Regions from separate parts of the Danio rerio genome. Here region 2 is linked to region 1. The links are chromatin contacts, called in public HiChIP or PLAC-seq maps. All regions are on one chromosome and are shown on one strand. The core of a region is the stretch at or near the end of the contact, and the rest is flanking DNA. Distances in the headings are between cores, read along the strand shown.

Evidence for each region. HiChIP or PLAC-seq counts read pairs in DNA pulled down with a chosen protein or histone mark.
Region 2: an H3K4me3 HiChIP or PLAC-seq map of embryo shows a contact between it and region 1, with 13 times the contacts expected there. The contact joins the promoter of znf503 here to the enhancer-like site in region 1. A contact is called at or near these places in 4 of 18 Hi-C or Micro-C datasets (caudal fin, embryo, fibroblasts and 1 more) and 2 of 4 datasets of contacts at active chromatin or transcription factors (caudal fin and embryo).

What each region holds. Positions count from the first base shown.
Region 1 is chr13:18,809,677-18,813,069 of GRCz12tu, forward strand. The region is part of intron 18 of kcnma1a (potassium large conductance calcium-activated channel, subfamily M, alpha member 1a); the gene reads left to right. Among named protein-coding and RNA genes, the nearest start is that of kcnma1a, 310 kb to the left of the region's middle. Within about 2 kb of position 1,340, at least 7 of the 62 cell types and tissues checked have an H3K27ac peak or open chromatin away from gene starts, as enhancers often do.
Region 2 is chr13:19,452,245-19,455,658 of GRCz12tu, forward strand. It overlaps znf503 (zinc finger protein 503), which reads left to right and starts at 1,513. Exons shown (of 2, transcript NM_198840.3): 1 at 1,513-2,011; 2 at 2,404-3,414. The coding sequence starts at 1,757.

The sequences.
Region 1 (3,393 bases), core at 90-2,589:
GAGGGCCTTCCCACTTTCTTCTGTCTCTGTTCATGATTGCTCAACCAGTTTACGTGCCTGTAAGTTCGATCGCCAAATCACATGCCGTTCGATGTCCGTGAACTGTGAGTGTGTCTGTGCAGTGTTTCATGTGCTGTGTTTTACGTCTGTTTCGTTCCTCCATTTTTTCTGTACCTGTGGCTTATTGGTTGGTACACTAGTACATTTTTGTTTGGTGAGTTGGTGGTAGTTGAAGTGACGTGGCTTCTCTGTGTTAGCGCTGCAGTAGGTGCAGTAAGACTGTGTTGGCGCATGCTGTGTTGGTGGAGCACTTGTGCGGTGCCGGTGACCTTCTGCAGTCACTGTTTTGGTGTTTACACTTTTACATGGCAGATGTACATGTGACCTATATGATGTGCTTTTTAATCAAAACATCCATGGGCTGAATGTGTACATTGAAACTAATGATGTTTGCACAATGTGTTCAGTGTTTAACGGTTAAGGAAAATGCTAATGAATGGCTAACTTTTTTTTCCCCCAGGTTCGAACACCGGGTATCCACACTCTTTGAATTTGTAATGTGTTCATTAAATATGGGCTGTCTCAAAATAATCTCACAGTAATTCGGAACTTTAAAATTTAATGTTTAGTAATTTGTTTGAATTTGTACAATCTCATTTGTACACCCCTATTGACGATTATGTTTAGGGGCAGGGTTACGGGCACAAATTTGTTTGAAAAATGATGCATTTTTAGGACAAATGACATTGTACGAATGCAGTAGTTACATTTTTCTGTAAGATCAGGCTGTCTGTCACATTAAAAACAAGCAAATGTCACTCAAATGTCCATCTCACTGGTCAAGATCCTTTTTGACTGTATTTGTTCATCAAAATTGAAAGGATATCAGTAAGTGAAAAGCAGTCATAACTGTATGAGCCTGTAATTTACTAAAATGATGCTTAATTTGCATGCCAGATGCTAGATTTTGATTGAAAGGGATCTTTAGTGAGATTTTTCTGTACTTTTCTGTTTATAAAGAGTAAGTATATACTGGCAATGTCTGTTGTGCTATTCTTGGACAATCATGTTTTACAACCGCAAGCCATTAATGCCTCCACCATTTCCACCGGCTGAAATAAAACCTCTTCCTTTAGTCCACGTTTAGGTGCAATTGAAAAAACACATCAAACTCTCCCCCTTTCCACAGGATCTGATCCTCCTCGATGATTTTCTCTTAGCCAGCAATCAGGGGAGAAAAAGTCAATGTGCTTTATTTAATGCCTTGTATACCACAGTGGGACTGTCAGGCTCAATGGGAAAGTTAAAAAGAGATCTCCTGACAGGAACTCAATTGAGATGGCAGTGACTCAGGCTATTGGATGAGGTCAGATGACTGAAGCAGTTAGTTGTGTAAAGGACAGCGCCGAACAGGGGTCTTCTCATTAAGCCGTAGCAGATGTGAAATACTAAAGCGTCTGTCAATTAGGAATGGCAGCGGTGCGACCTACTATAAAAGCAGGGGTCAGTTCAGGCGATCGCATTTCCTCTACAACTGCCTTCCGACTGTTCGCCACATCACTTTAGATTAGCATCAGACACTATGATGAGGTTGACTTTGTGTCTTGTGTTTTGGTTTGTGGTCATATCCCTGGAAACCAGTTACTGGTCATTACATAGTTACTGATCTCTTCACGTAGTGTCAGCCTTCATTTGTTTTCATTGCTGCTGTTTTTTTCTGCCTAGACTAAGTGCGTGTTGACTAAGACTGACAGCTAATGCCAGCTGCGGCTTTGTTTTGATTCTCGCATTGGTTCTGCCTCAGATCTAGCATTACATCTCTATGATGAGGAATTCACAGCGTTTCTTCATCTGACTTATGATTGTCAGTAATGATTTTTCTTCTAAATTCTCTGAACATGTCGTCACTTTGTTAGTCCTATTCTATTCTAGCACAATTGATCTGCAGTCGATCCACATAGGTTGTTTTCAATCAAGTGGTCCTGGTGCCACGCAAAATTCAAATCGAGGGCAAAAGATAAAAAACTAAAAGGGAGACAGAGAGGAAAGACTGTATTTTTGCGATTTATACAATATTTCAAAGGAGATAGAAATAGAAAATAATCACATTTGTTGGGCATGATCCTTATATCATGAAGAGGGCCAAGTTTTCTATTGATCTAAAATATATTTGCCTGTCATCGAGGCGATAGATACTGTATAAGCTATTACTTTACATGAAAAAACAAATACTATTGTGTTTGGAAGCATACTATGCACTTTCAGAAATAAAGGTACGCGAGCTGTCACTGCGGTGGTACCTTTTCAAAAGGTACACATTTGTACTTAAAGGGTCCATATTGGTACCTCAAACTTGTAAATTAGTGCCTAAAAAATTAAGAGGAACATTTTTTTTACTTTTAAAGTAACAATATGTACCCTTGAGGTATTAATATGGACCTTTTAGGTACAAATCAGTACCTTTTGAAAAGGTACCTTTATTATTGAGAGTGTAGATAACTACTTGAATTAAACTGTTATGATAATTACGTATATTGTTGCTGTAGTACTACACAACTGTAATAAACACATTATTCAAAAGGCTTCAGTTGTTATATACCATCACGATGCACTTCACTTTACACTAAGTAAACGTTGCAGTATTTATTGCAGTTTATCAGCTTACTATACTACCGTATTCTGTTACATTCAATAACAAAAAGGTTGTACACATTATACACTTTACTATGTGTTTCAAAAACTTGTTTATTATAAATTACTATAGATTTTTCCTCATGCAGATGTCTTCCAGACATCACAAAATAACAGATGAAAGCACACAAAAGCATGGACGCATAGTCTACATTATTATTTACTTATTTATTTTTGTAAGGGAGAAAAAGTGCTCCACAATAATACCATCTATATTTTTGATGCAAGGGTTTCAATTCTTTTTGTAATGTGTACTACATTTATTTTAATTGGCAATTCGCTTGATGTTTTTTTATTTATTTATCTTATTATAGAATACTGTTTATCAATTTATTAATTATTTAATTAATTTATACTTAACGGAAAATTCACAAAAAAAAAACAAACAAAAAAAACATTTGATTTACTCACCCTTTTTTCTGTCCTCTGTTGACCACAAATATTTTTGAAGAATATTAAAAACTGGTACCATGACTTCCATAGTGTATTTTTTTATTTATCTATGGATACCAATGAATGGATACAAGAAATTCGTAAAAGTGTGTAACCACTTGAGTGTTAGTAAATATTAATTTTATTATTTTTCTAGTGAATTAATCCTTAAATATTTTTTTTCCATTAATGCATTTTATTTATATATTTATCAATATAAAAAAGTGCATATTTGCAATTCACAATTAAATATATGATTAAAATATGAGC
Region 2 (3,414 bases), core at 263-2,762, 640 kb after region 1:
CCAGTGAAGTTCACAACTCCAAAACATGTATAGAGTCCGGAAAAACCTGAAACTGCATGTGAGACGAGGAAAATATTACTGGAAGTAGCTATTATCTACACCTGTCTGAAACCTCTGCGTATTAAAAAAAAAAAAGAATTTCTGCTCATGCAGACGGAAAAATCAACAAATAGCCTATATTTACTTGTTTTAAATTCAGGAGGAAATAAGTTTTATAAACTTTGATAACAACAATGAACTTTATGTAGGGTAATTTACAGTATGAAAGTCAATGGTAAATTTAATCATTTACACTTACAGCAAAATGTTTAAATTCATTTAATGTCTTTATTTTTATTTAATAGTCTACCTTTTGCTTAGCCTATATACAAATTGCTATATCATGAAATTGTCCTCAAAAAGTTAGGCTATTGAAAATTCACAAAAAAGCCTACTATTATAAAAATAACTTGTTTACTCAACTGTGGCTATTCCTAAATAAACTGTAATATAAATGACCAGTGTTGCTTTTCTGTCTATATAAATGAGCAGTGTTGCTTTTCTGTCTGCCTCGATTTAAAATAGCCTAAACACGGGCAATGGCATCTTGTCTTACCGCAGGTTTAAAACAGAAACCTTTCCAAACCTTTCCTTCAAATTAAGTGACTCTTCTTCTGGATGCTTCTTTTGCCCTTTTCTCTGTCACTCGCGGCACATAATCAGCTTCAAAAGCTGACGTGAAGTAAGAAAAGGATTGACAGCGACTGACAAATAACTGATTGATTGCGGTCGAGCAGAATTGACAGTTGACGGAGGGGTGGGGATAGAAATAGAAGGGCGGTGTATATTATATTGAAAACATGTGACATTCACATCCCTCTATCACTGCATTGGTCTGCTCTTGTCAACGCTTGTCTGATTGGGGAATTCAAACACTAAAGGTTGATCTTGTGTTTATGGTTTGAAGTTTCAGCCCTACTCCAGTGAGAGTTAAAAAAAGGACTACGCATGAAACATTGGAAAGTACCTTTTCATATAATAAATCGGCATTAAATTAAAAGGTTAGACACATTTAAATTGTAGTAATAAAGGCATGTATGTAAAAATAGACAAATTAAAATCTCCTTAACTGTTGTGTTTCTTTGTTGTTGTTTTTTGCTGGTGATGGTAATGGTCATCAGAAAATATACTTATTAGTAATCACAAACTTAAACAACAACAACAAAAGAAAAAAAACATCAAGACAGGCATATACACTAAAGCTATTCTTCTCTATTAATTATAAAAATATAACAGATACAAGGTAATGTGTTAAAAAAATGAAAACCGAGCAGTTTACATTACATTTCGGACAAATGTGGCGGCGTGTACGACAACCTACATATTGCGCAAAATCTCCTCCCCCAAGTTGTCAAAATAGAGGCGCTTGCAGAAGGAGGAACGTCACATCCCCTTGACCCTCCAATCACCTCGGGGTCCCATTTGATTGGAAGGCGGCAAGGGCTTTAATCTCGGACTAATTCAGCTGCTTTTGAAGTGAAAATTTCTACCAGTGCTTGGTTTGGGAGGACAAGCGCGCGGACCTACGGGAAGAGACAGAGCGCGCGCTATGCCTGTGGTGTCACACGCGGCTCGGGATCTGCGATAGCCTCGCGCTCTGCTTCAGACGGATTATACTCTTTATCTTTATTTCTGCTATTTGAAAGAAGATTACGGCATAGTTTTTATTTATGAATCTGATAAATGAAATACCAACAAAATACATGAGAATTGGGTCATGATCACATCGCCCTCTGCTTCAAGAAATAGTGATACTGATCTAGTCTGGGAAAGCAGCAGCAGCAGCTCTCGGAATAACAGCTCCGCGGTCGCCAGCAAGCCTTTTCTCCATTCCGTCCCTCCTTCGGACCCTTTACGGCAAGCTAATCGACTACCCATAAAGATTTTGAAAATGCTTACTGCACGCACAGGACACATTTTACATCCTGAATATCTTCAGCCATTGCCATCCACCCCGGTCAGTCCAATTGAGGTAAGAATGTTTTTAAGCTGTTAATGTATTTTAGCCTATTACAAGTTCGCATTCTTCTTTTTTTTCGGAGATATGACGGGACATTACGGGAATCTTGGAATAGATGTAGGTGGGTAGAAAGCATGAAATTAATACAATTCTTTAGTTAACATTAACGTATTCCATTTTCTCTTTAATTAAGCTAACATTGCGAATGCGCTTTTGGATTAGGGTGTTTACCATTTCAGCGCGTTTTGCGCGATGCGCATTATCAAACATAAAACGTTCAAATAAAGCGGCGAGTCTTTTTAGTGAAGTTTATGTTGTGTATTTTGTAAACTGCGTTGTAAGGATTTCGCGTGCACACGTTTGAATGTCTCTAAATCCTTTTATTGTTTTATCTATTCTCGCAGCTCGATGCCAAGAAAAGTCCTCTGGCTCTTCTTGCGCAAACATGCTCCCAGATCGGTAAACCGGACCCTCCACCCTCCTCCAAACTGTCCTCAGTAACGTCAAATGGATCTAGCGAAAAAGAGTCAAAATCTGGTCCTTTAAAACTGAGCGACATCGGCGTGGAAGACAAATCCAGCTTCAAGCCGTACTCGAAGCCAGCGGATAAGAAGGACTCGTCTTCTGGGGTGTCGAGCGGAGAGAAGTCTGGTTTCCGTGTGCCTAGCGCCACCTGCCAGCCGTTCACTCCCAGGACTGGCAGCCCGAATTCCAGCACTTCTGCTTCCCCGATGCCGTCAGATGGCAAAGGAGAGAGAGATGAAAAGAAAGATTCTGATTGTAATAAAAACTGCTCCTCAGACGGATCTGCACCGACCAGTGTCAGCCACAGCAGGATAAGCGTGAGCTGTGCGGGAATTAACGTGGAGGTCAACCAGCACCAGGAGACCACCTCAGGATCCAAAGCATCGGCGACGTCGGACTCGGTGTCGTGTGTCACCTCTTCTTCCTCGGCCTCCGTCCTGGGGTCAGGACTTGTAGCTCCCGTTTCTCCATACAAACCTGGCCAGACTGTTTTTCCCCTACCCCCGGCAGGCATGACGTACCCTGGAAGTTTAGCAGGGGCCTACGCCGGCTATCCCCAACACTTCTTGCCCCACGGTGGAAGCCTGGTCAACGCACAGCTCGCCAGCTCACTGGGCTGCAGTAAAGCTGGCTCAAGCCCTCTAGCCGGGGCATCTCCCCCGTCCATAATGTCTGCTAGCCTTTGTAGAGACCCTTACTGCTTGAGTTACCACTGTGCCAGCCACTTAGCGGGCGCAGCCGGAGCTTCCTGCACACACGACTCGGCGGCTGCGGCGGCCGCGTCCGCTTTGAAGTCCGGATATCCACTCATGTACCCGACACACCCTTTGCACGGGGTTCACTCCTCGCCGCCATCTTTTGGTGGACACCCTTTGTATCCCTATGGTTTC